Linked DNA regions of Mus musculus: all the other regions are linked to region 2. A link is a contact called in public HiChIP or PLAC-seq and promoter capture Hi-C data. All regions are on one chromosome and are shown on one strand. Each heading gives the region's core, a stretch centred on a gene start, on an enhancer-like site or on the middle of the called end of the contact. The rest is flanking DNA. Distances are from core to core; before and after follow the strand shown. Region 1 has its middle 32 kb from the start of Gm41867. Region 2 holds the start of Shoc2 (Shoc2, leucine rich repeat scaffold protein). Region 3 holds the start of 1700001K23Rik (RIKEN cDNA 1700001K23 gene).

What was found. Promoter capture Hi-C pulls out the DNA fragments that hold promoters and counts their contacts. HiChIP or PLAC-seq counts read pairs in DNA pulled down with a chosen protein or histone mark.
Region 1: a contact with region 2 is called in a FOXA1 HiChIP or PLAC-seq map of pancreatic cancer cells. The contact joins the enhancer-like site here to the promoter of Shoc2 in region 2. A contact is called at or near these places in 5 of 39 promoter capture datasets (the 3T3-L1 cell line, 3T3-L1-derived adipocytes, the HPC-7 cell line and 1 more) and 4 of 115 datasets of contacts at active chromatin or transcription factors (embryonic stem cells, large pre-B cells, neural tube and 1 more).
Region 3: a contact with region 2 is called in a promoter capture Hi-C map of fetal liver, with 3 times the contacts expected there. The contact joins the promoter of 1700001K23Rik here to the promoter of Shoc2 in region 2. A contact is called at or near these places in 2 of 39 promoter capture datasets (fetal liver and pre-B cells) and 1 of 115 datasets of contacts at active chromatin or transcription factors (microglia).

What each region holds. Positions count from the first base shown.
Region 1 is chr19:54,792,157-54,794,856 of GRCm38.p6, reverse strand. No RefSeq gene overlaps it. Among named protein-coding and RNA genes, the nearest start is that of Gm41867, 32 kb to the right of the region's middle. Within about 2 kb of position 1,391, at least 5 of the 459 cell types and tissues checked have an H3K27ac peak or open chromatin away from gene starts, as enhancers often do. A contact at or near this core is called in pancreatic cancer cells, where this site is marked.
Region 2 is chr19:53,943,516-53,946,249 of GRCm38.p6, reverse strand. It overlaps Shoc2 (Shoc2, leucine rich repeat scaffold protein), which reads right to left and starts at 1,374. Exons shown (of 9, transcript NM_019658.6): 1 at 1,237-1,374. Bbip1 (BBSome interacting protein 1) reads left to right here and starts at 1,623. Exons shown (of 4, transcript NM_001195338.1): 1 at 1,623-2,094; 2 at 2,671-2,734.
Region 3 is chr19:53,253,924-53,256,623 of GRCm38.p6, reverse strand. 1700001K23Rik (RIKEN cDNA 1700001K23 gene) reads left to right here and starts at 1,419. Exons shown (of 3, transcript NR_036590.1): 1 at 1,419-1,542.

The DNA of each region.
Region 1 (2,700 bases), core at 142-2,641, 850 kb before region 2:
CCTTAACCTGACCAAACTCATGCCTCTGATTATAGCCAATCACCTTTGTGATACATTGCAAATGCTTTCAACTCATGCTTTGGGCTTTTGAACCAAAGAGAAAGTTTGATTGGAAAGTAACGTTCAGTCAATCACTTGAATCTCATATTCAGAATGAACTTTTGTATATTTTCCAGACAAGGATAAGGTTGGCTCCATGTCTCTGTTAGGGCCAGAAATCAGGTCTATGTCGCTAAGGAAGAGGAGCTATTAGAAATATTACCACATAAGCTTTGAATGCCACGTGGGAGCTTTACTAGATCTTTCCGAAGGCAAATTCAGAGAGTGTGCTCTGAGTAGGTCATGAGTATGAAGTGCGATGGATGAACATAGCAAGTACCTGGGTAACACTGGGAGCCTGAGGCTGGGGAATAAGCATTAGATTGTACAGTTTCTCTGCCTACTTGGGCTTACCAGACATATGGAGCAATGTATTGCTTTTCCTTTTATTCTAATTTTTTTTTTCTTATTGGGCAGCTCCCAATTTCCTGAGCATCTTCAGTTTCTGGTGGTCATTTTCAGGAAGTCTTTACTCGATGAAGAGCACATAGAGCACACAAGGTCTCTAAAAGGTGGAATGTTGTTCTTCTTTGTCTAGGTGATATTCAGTAGCCTGCTTACTTGTAGTAAGATTATTTAACCACTTGTTAGCTTGGGATAAAAAGAAGTTGAGCAAAAGCACGAAGCTGGGCTGCAATTTGGTACCTATAGCACTTGAACCACCATTTTTAGGAGGAGCCACGTACCTGATGGTCATCAATCATCCTGTGAAAATAATATTCTCATTTTATAGGTTAGAGTGATACCTTCGAGAAATGTAATAGGTTACTGAGGCAGAAGGTACACAGTAGGCATAAACTCAAATCTCTCTGATTTAAAAGCTTGTTCTTTGTGCTGTATCCTTACCAATCAGTGGTGATGTCATTTTGACCTAAGTTTCATAGAAAAACAAAATTTAGAACAGATTTTTTTTTGATAGAGTATTTGGCCTCTATATAAATGCAAATTTTGACTCCTCAGCTGAGATTAAGATGAGCTCTAAATTAACAGGAGACCTGAGTGAATGTATCCTGTTCATTATAAAGGGACCCTGATTCTTTCTTCCCTGAAAGGTTTGATTTTCTCAGGAGTACTTGGGTCTGAGTCTATTTCCTTTGAGCTTCTCTTCACCGGGCTACAATTTCTCTCTTCCTGGGGAACGATGATTCAGGCCTTTGAGGTTACAGATAAATAAATGTCATGCTTACACAATGCAGTATCTGTATTCATTTTTTTAGTGGCACGAGGGTTTAGAGGAGGCGACAGGAAGCAAAGCCAGGCAGAAAATCATTTACATTGCTATCATTGTGACAAGAAAGTGACTCAGAATCCAGGAGCGTATGGAGTTTACCCACTGTCCCACTGTCCAGCCACTGGTTGAGAATGGATGCAAAGAAATGGGCATACAACATGTAGACATGTAGAACCTCTGTCCCCAGCCTTCTGCATGCTTACCCATAGCAGTGGGTTTACCCTCCTCTTGACTATGTAATTTCTACTCCACCTCTTCACTTATGGGAAGGCCTGTAAGTGGCTTTGTCATAGGCCCCAAGCTTCTGCTTTGATATGGGAGAATGAGACAGATAGACTCAGAAACAACCTTTGTGCTAGGCAGTCTCTTTAGAGACATTCTCCACTGGCTGCATATTAAAATCACTTGGGAAATGTTACAAAATTCCCAAAGTTAAGGACCATTTCAAGACAAGCATGGTGCAGCCTCGTGTTCATGGACTAGGGGGCCCTTAGGTTTGATCTTCATTCTTGCCTTAGCACTTTTCCTACTGTGGTATATAGACCATGACAAGAGTGGGTATTAATGTCTCCTTTACACTGAAATGGAGGCAAAAATAGAACCTTTTCAATGGCCTTACTACACATAGTGATAGAAATTCTGCATATAAGGCTGTCACCCCAATGCTTAATACACCCCCAACACATCAGTAACTAGCACCTATATGGAGTGATGAGGACTTTCTCCTCAAACTGACATCAGTTTACCTTGTTTCATCTATAGCATTTTAAAGCCTTCCAATATAAGTAACTGTCATGCTCCCTCTTTAACTATAAAATTGAAGCTTCACACATGTAGAATAGATATGGCTGGGTCAACACTGGATGCAGAGAAATGGACACAACATCTGGAGACATATCCCCTCTTCTGTCAGCCTTTTATACCCATATCTACAGCAGCAGGTTAGGCTTCTCCATGACTATTTCAAGTTCACTCCATCCTCTTTATCTATCAAAGGGCCTGTAAGGCTACTTAGCCAGTGCCTTGTACCTACTCAATGGCAGAGTCCATTTGAATCCTTTGTTAATCATTTTGGACTGTTAGATCCAAGTTCCTTTATGATTGGGGGAGGAATAATTAACTGAGTTTTAATCTTATACTTCATACATATTTGCTGTGAGAAAAAAAATAAAACACAGATATAAAGCTATCTCCTTCCTCATTTTTAAAAATTCTATTCCTTACTTCTCAGAGTATTTAATCTCTTGGATGTTTTTCAAAAATTTTTCTATGTACATATAATTACATGCATATTTATGTTATAGGGGTATATGAAATATATACCCTTTCTACAAAGATGTGAACTATATATGTATATGTATTTCTGCTTC
Region 2 (2,734 bases), core at 125-2,624:
CACTTGCTTGCACAAGTCTACCATTCGATTCTGAAAAACAGCTAAGTTTTTGATTCGGCAATCCTTCCGGGTAGATGCTAGAACTTCTGACATCCACAAAGAGTGTACGCGATTACACCGGTGTAAGCTCCCAGATTAACCATCCTGCTGCAGACCAATGTACCACACAGTCCACATTTGCAAGCTGATTTTTTACTTCCCTTGAGTCCTCAAAAATACTTGTGGGGATAGGTCGCAAAACAGGGTTTCCTCTTTTATTTTCATCACCTTCATAATGATACAAACCAATGGGAAGAAAATCGAATCTCCCAAATGTAAAGGTGAGATGAGATGAAAAAAAAAAAAAAAAAAAAAAAAACACACCCCAAAAGCATCTTCTTTCCGATTCCCAAATAGACAAGCAATTCCACCTGTTTGTAAACCCCCCACTTGCACTGTTAACACAAACCTCTGCGGAGAGGGACGGGGGAGCGAGGGGAGAGGGAGAGAGAGAGAGAGGCGGGCGAATTACTGCTTTGGAGTCCTTATTCTTCTACCTAGGCATGGGGGAGGGGATGGTACAAAACAATGGATACCGAGGGGCTAGGGGGAAAATCTTTTTGCCCTGCAGCCTCCTGCGTTCCGAGCTGGGGGCGGGGAGTTACACTACTTTTCCTCCAGCCCTCAAAGCCGACACGGAGATTGCCACCAGGCGTGTTTAGCAGGGCGGTCTCTGCGGCCACAACTCCTTTCACTCGGCAACACACCCAACGCCGAACCCACCACTCGTCCCGCAGGGTCTGCGAGGAGGAGACCGCTCAGCGCCGAGGACTTTGGGGTGGAGGCGCAGAGACCCCACCCCACAGCCCTACGGCCGCGCCCGCCCTCCCGCCCGCCCGCCCGCCCGGCGCCAAGCGTCCTCGCGACCCGGGCAGCCCCGCAGTCCCGGCCGGGAGGCGCCGAGAGACCGGAGCAGCCGGAGCGCGACTGACTCGCCGCCCCGGGCCCGCGCCCGCGCCCCGGCGCTGTCCCGGCCGCCCGCTCCGCAGTAGGCCCGGCCCGGCGCTGTCAGGGGGCAGCCTGCCGCTCCCCGTGTCCCGCCCGCCGGCCCCGCGCGGGCAGCGGCTCCGAGGCTCCGGCGCCCCGGGCCGTGGCACCCCGGAAAGCGGCCGCGGCGCCTCCCAGGGCCCCGACCCCTCAGGCCTCGCCCCGGCTCCGGCGGCTCGCGCCTGTCAGGACGTGTGGGCCTCCCCTTACCGACGGCCGGCCGGGCCCCCCGACAGGCAGGAAAGCAGAGAACCGGCCCACGGGCGCTCCTGTGCCGCTCCCGCCCCAGGCTGCCGTCCGGAGCCCGGACTCCACCATCCCTGCTCACCTCCTTCCTCCTCCTCGTCCTCCGCTCCCCGAGCGACGCTCCCCTGCCACCGCCCCCCCGCCCCTCCCCCACTCGCCCCGCCCCTCCACACACTCTGGCTCCAATCGCCCCGCCCCAGCCCCCTTGAGCGAGCCTGGGCATTCGCTAGGGAGGAGGGATGGGCGGAGCCAGAGCAAAAGCAGTCACCCAATCAGAGGGAAACCTTGGCGCCAGCTTCCCTGTCCCCGCCCTTTTCCTTTCCTCCGCGGCAGTGCGCGGTCTCCCGCCCACTGGGCGCCGCTGGCTAGCTCCGCCACAGAGAAAAGCCTCCAGCCGGGTAGAGAAACGACTCCCAGTCGGAAGTTACGGTTGAAGCCCAGGCAGCCATAATTGATGATGGCAGGAGGCGTTTCCTGTCACCCGTTTGACGTACGTTTTTCCTGCTTTTGGTTCCCCGTTACCCCAGGCAACAGCAGAGCGGTCTGGAAAGGGATGCACCTGTAAGTATACTTACGGAGGATGTGCACACACACAGTCCACACTGGGCGAGTTAATTCGCGATCGGGAACTGCCGGTTTGCTTGCCAGACCCTTTACGGAGCCCCTGATCGCTTACCTAGAACTACAGTTTAGGGCTTCAAAACTCCCTCGCACCGGAAGTTGCGCTTGCACTTCCTAGTAGGGTCATGGCCAGGAGGTGGGAGTAGCCGGACCCCGCCTGCGCCCCAGGGGGTGCCTCCTCTCCCAGAGCTGACGAGTGAGGTAAGTGTCCCTGACGCCCTACAGCAGGGCCGGCCAGGCCGGATGAACCGCAGGGAGGGAGCTGGGAGAAGACTAAGCGGAGGCCCCGGGCCGCTTCCGCTGGCAGAGGGTTTCCTTTCCGGCTGGTGGGGCGGTGGCCAGCCTTCCCTCCGCCCCTCTGAGGTTCCCTGTAGGGCGAGGCAGCCGGATCGGCCGCCGGGCGAGGCCAGGCCCGCAGTCCCTAGGTCTGCACAGTGGGGCACGGTGCACGCCTCCTCGAGTTCCTGTCGAGTACAGTACTTTCACTCCCTGGCCTTTAGAAACTCCAAATTTTGGGAACCAAAGAAACCGGTTTCCACCCCAGCTATCAAAGAAAAAGATGACTTCCCTGAGCCAACCCGCAAAGCAAAACCTTCCCTTTCATCTTTGATTTTTCTTCCCTTTCTGTCCTGCCTCCCCTTTCTGAGCTCTATGTAAGCTTCAACTAGAAGTCTGGGTTAGGGTATATTGAAGTAGTTAGTCCTGGGTGTTTACGATTGTGAATATCCTTTTAAAGGACATTTTAAAAATATTTAAAATGCTTTATGTGTCTCCAAGACATTGTCTCATGTAGTTCCTTCTGTGGACGTTTGGAGTCAAGAAGTCAATCGTTCTGATAACT
Region 3 (2,700 bases), core at 170-2,669, 690 kb after region 2:
GCCTTCCCTCCACTGTGCTGTCACCTCACGGCTGTCACTAATTGGCGGTCTGAATGAGAATGGCCCCAGGGGCTCATACTTGTAAATCCTTAGTCAGGACACACTGGCTCTATTTGAAAGGATTAAAAGGATTAGGAGGTGTGGTCTTGGAGGAAGTGTGTCACTGGAGGCGGGCTTGAATTTCATGTCTTTCTTTCTGCCTAAAAGATCAGGACAGAGCTTTCAGCTACTGCTCCAGCACGGCTTGCATGCTGCCAGGCTCTCCACCAGGACAGTGGACTAGAACTGTGAGACTGTGGGCGAGACCCAGTTAAATCCTTTCTTTCATAGAAATTGCCTTGGTCATGGTGCCATTTCCCAGCAATCGAACGCCAACTAAGACAGACCCTAATCCTTTGACACTCTTCTCTCCCAAGGTAAAAATTAACATGTCTAGGGGGACTAGGTGGCTTGCTTATCTTTCCTCTCCTTTTCCTGTCCCCCCCCCCACCTTGAGGTGGGACCCTCGCTATCTTGACTAGATTGGTTTCCAGCTTCTAGGCTCAACTTATCCTCCCACCCGAGTCTTTTCGGTAGCAGGGTCTACAGGTGTGCATTGCTACAGCCAGCTCAAGGTCTTGTCATGGAAGCCCAGGATAGCCTCCTGAATGCTGGATTACAGGTGTGTACTACTTAGCTAGTGGCTCATTTTTGAAGGCTAAAACCCGGCTGAAGTGAAGGCACATGGCAGCTGCCCAGGTGCTACGGTTTCCATTTTGTTCTTGAGTTACTCTGTGCACAACCTTGTCACAAGGACACTAGAGAAGACCAGGAAAAGTCCACACAGGGGACACCTCATGTCCACCATCAGCTACTACCCACAATGCTCACGCCTAGCCAGATCCTCTGATGGCTCTGTACCCACAATGCTCAAGTCCGGCCAGATTCTCAGATGGCTCTGGCTGACATCCTAGCTGCAACTTCTTCCGAGACTCCAAGCAACGTTCTTGACTTTCAACCTCGTAGACATTGATATAGTAGCAAATGTTCATTGTCTTACTCTATGTGTGCACAAGTGTGTCTGTGGGGACTGCACATGCATGTGAGTGAATCGCTGAGGGTGGAAGAGCCTGGAGTTACAGGCTGATGTGATCTGCTTGTAGGTGCTGGGAACCAAAAAGATCTCAAAGAGTGACAGGTACTCTTAACTACAGAGCCATCTCTCCAGCCCCCTTCAGTGCGTCGTTTTAAGCATCTGCATCTTGGAGTGATTTATTACCTAGCATTAGGTACCCACTGCCTTCCAAAAAGGTTTTGAACCCACATGTAGTTAAAAGTGTAACAGGATGGAACGCTGGGGTAAGATCTGAAAGATGACTGATGTCATAAATGGTGGGTCAGCCCAGGTGTTCTAGGGTATCCCTATAACCCCAAGGGGTGGAGACAGGAACAGCATAAATATACAACTGGATGGTAGATGTGGGTCTGCTGTGCCAGAAGATGAAGATGAAACAGCTGTAAGCTACTGGAAGCTGGGACAGCCACGTGACCCACGGCCTCTGGGTGAGCAGCACCGCACCACACAGTAGGAAGGCTGATACCTTGAAACTCTCTACCTACTCAGGTCACATGAAACATCTCTGAGAGGGCAAACACAGCCATGCCAATGGCTCACTTCCATAGTGAACATTTTCTGACAGTTTTCAGAGACTGTAGGCATTACAAAGGCGGTACTGTGTCATGAAGACATCACTTTTAACATAGGTAGCAGATAGAAAACAGTAAGAATAAACAAGGGTTAGTTGTGATGGGTGCCTCCCCACCCCCAGGCTTATTCTGCTTCTTACTGAACACCCCAGGTGATGTCCGCCCTGTCTCTGGAAAGTTCACGCACATGCAAACACATGATATAAACCGTCGCCGTTCACTACTAGATGGTGGTTTCTCTCTACTGTGAAGTTTACCAGTTGGCAATGATGTGACGTATGCAGTATCTTTTAGTTAGCTCAAGTTTTGAATTTCCCCCATCACATGGTCTTCCCCCATCACACATTCTTTTTGAGACAGTGTTGCTCGGCAGCCCTGTCTGGTACCCTGCAGGCCACCCTGGCTCCTAACTTGTCGTCATCCTTTGGTTTCAGGCTCATGACTGAGGTTACAGGTGTGAGTCCCCAGGCTGCTTCATCTTTCCCAGTTTCATTTTTTTGTTGTTGGTGTTGTTCAATGTTCAGAAACAGAGTCAAGGATTAAGTCACACATTCTACCACCAAGAAAGCACCTGTGTGTGTGTGTGTGTGTGTGTGTGTGTGTGTGTGTGTGTGTGTTTGTGTGTGTAGTCAGGATCTCCCTATAGCTCTAGCTGTCCTTGAACTCACTATGTAGACCAGGCTGGCCTCAAGCTCACAGATAGCTACCTGAGAGTACTGAGTTGAAAGGCATGGCAGCACATTGTTAATGACATACTGTTTGGGTGGCTTTTTTCTTGTTGTTGTTTTTTTTTTCCCTTATACATATAAATGTGTGTAATATGTTAAATTTCAAGACAAATCTGGCACCAGATGGTAGGAAAAACTTTTTAATTTTTCCCCCTTATACAACCATTAGACTGTGATATATATACAGGTGTTGTGTTTAAAAAGCATAGATGGGGGGTGGGCATAGTGTACACACCTTTAATCCCAGCACTTTGGAGGCAGAGGCAGGCAGAGCTGAGTTTGAGGA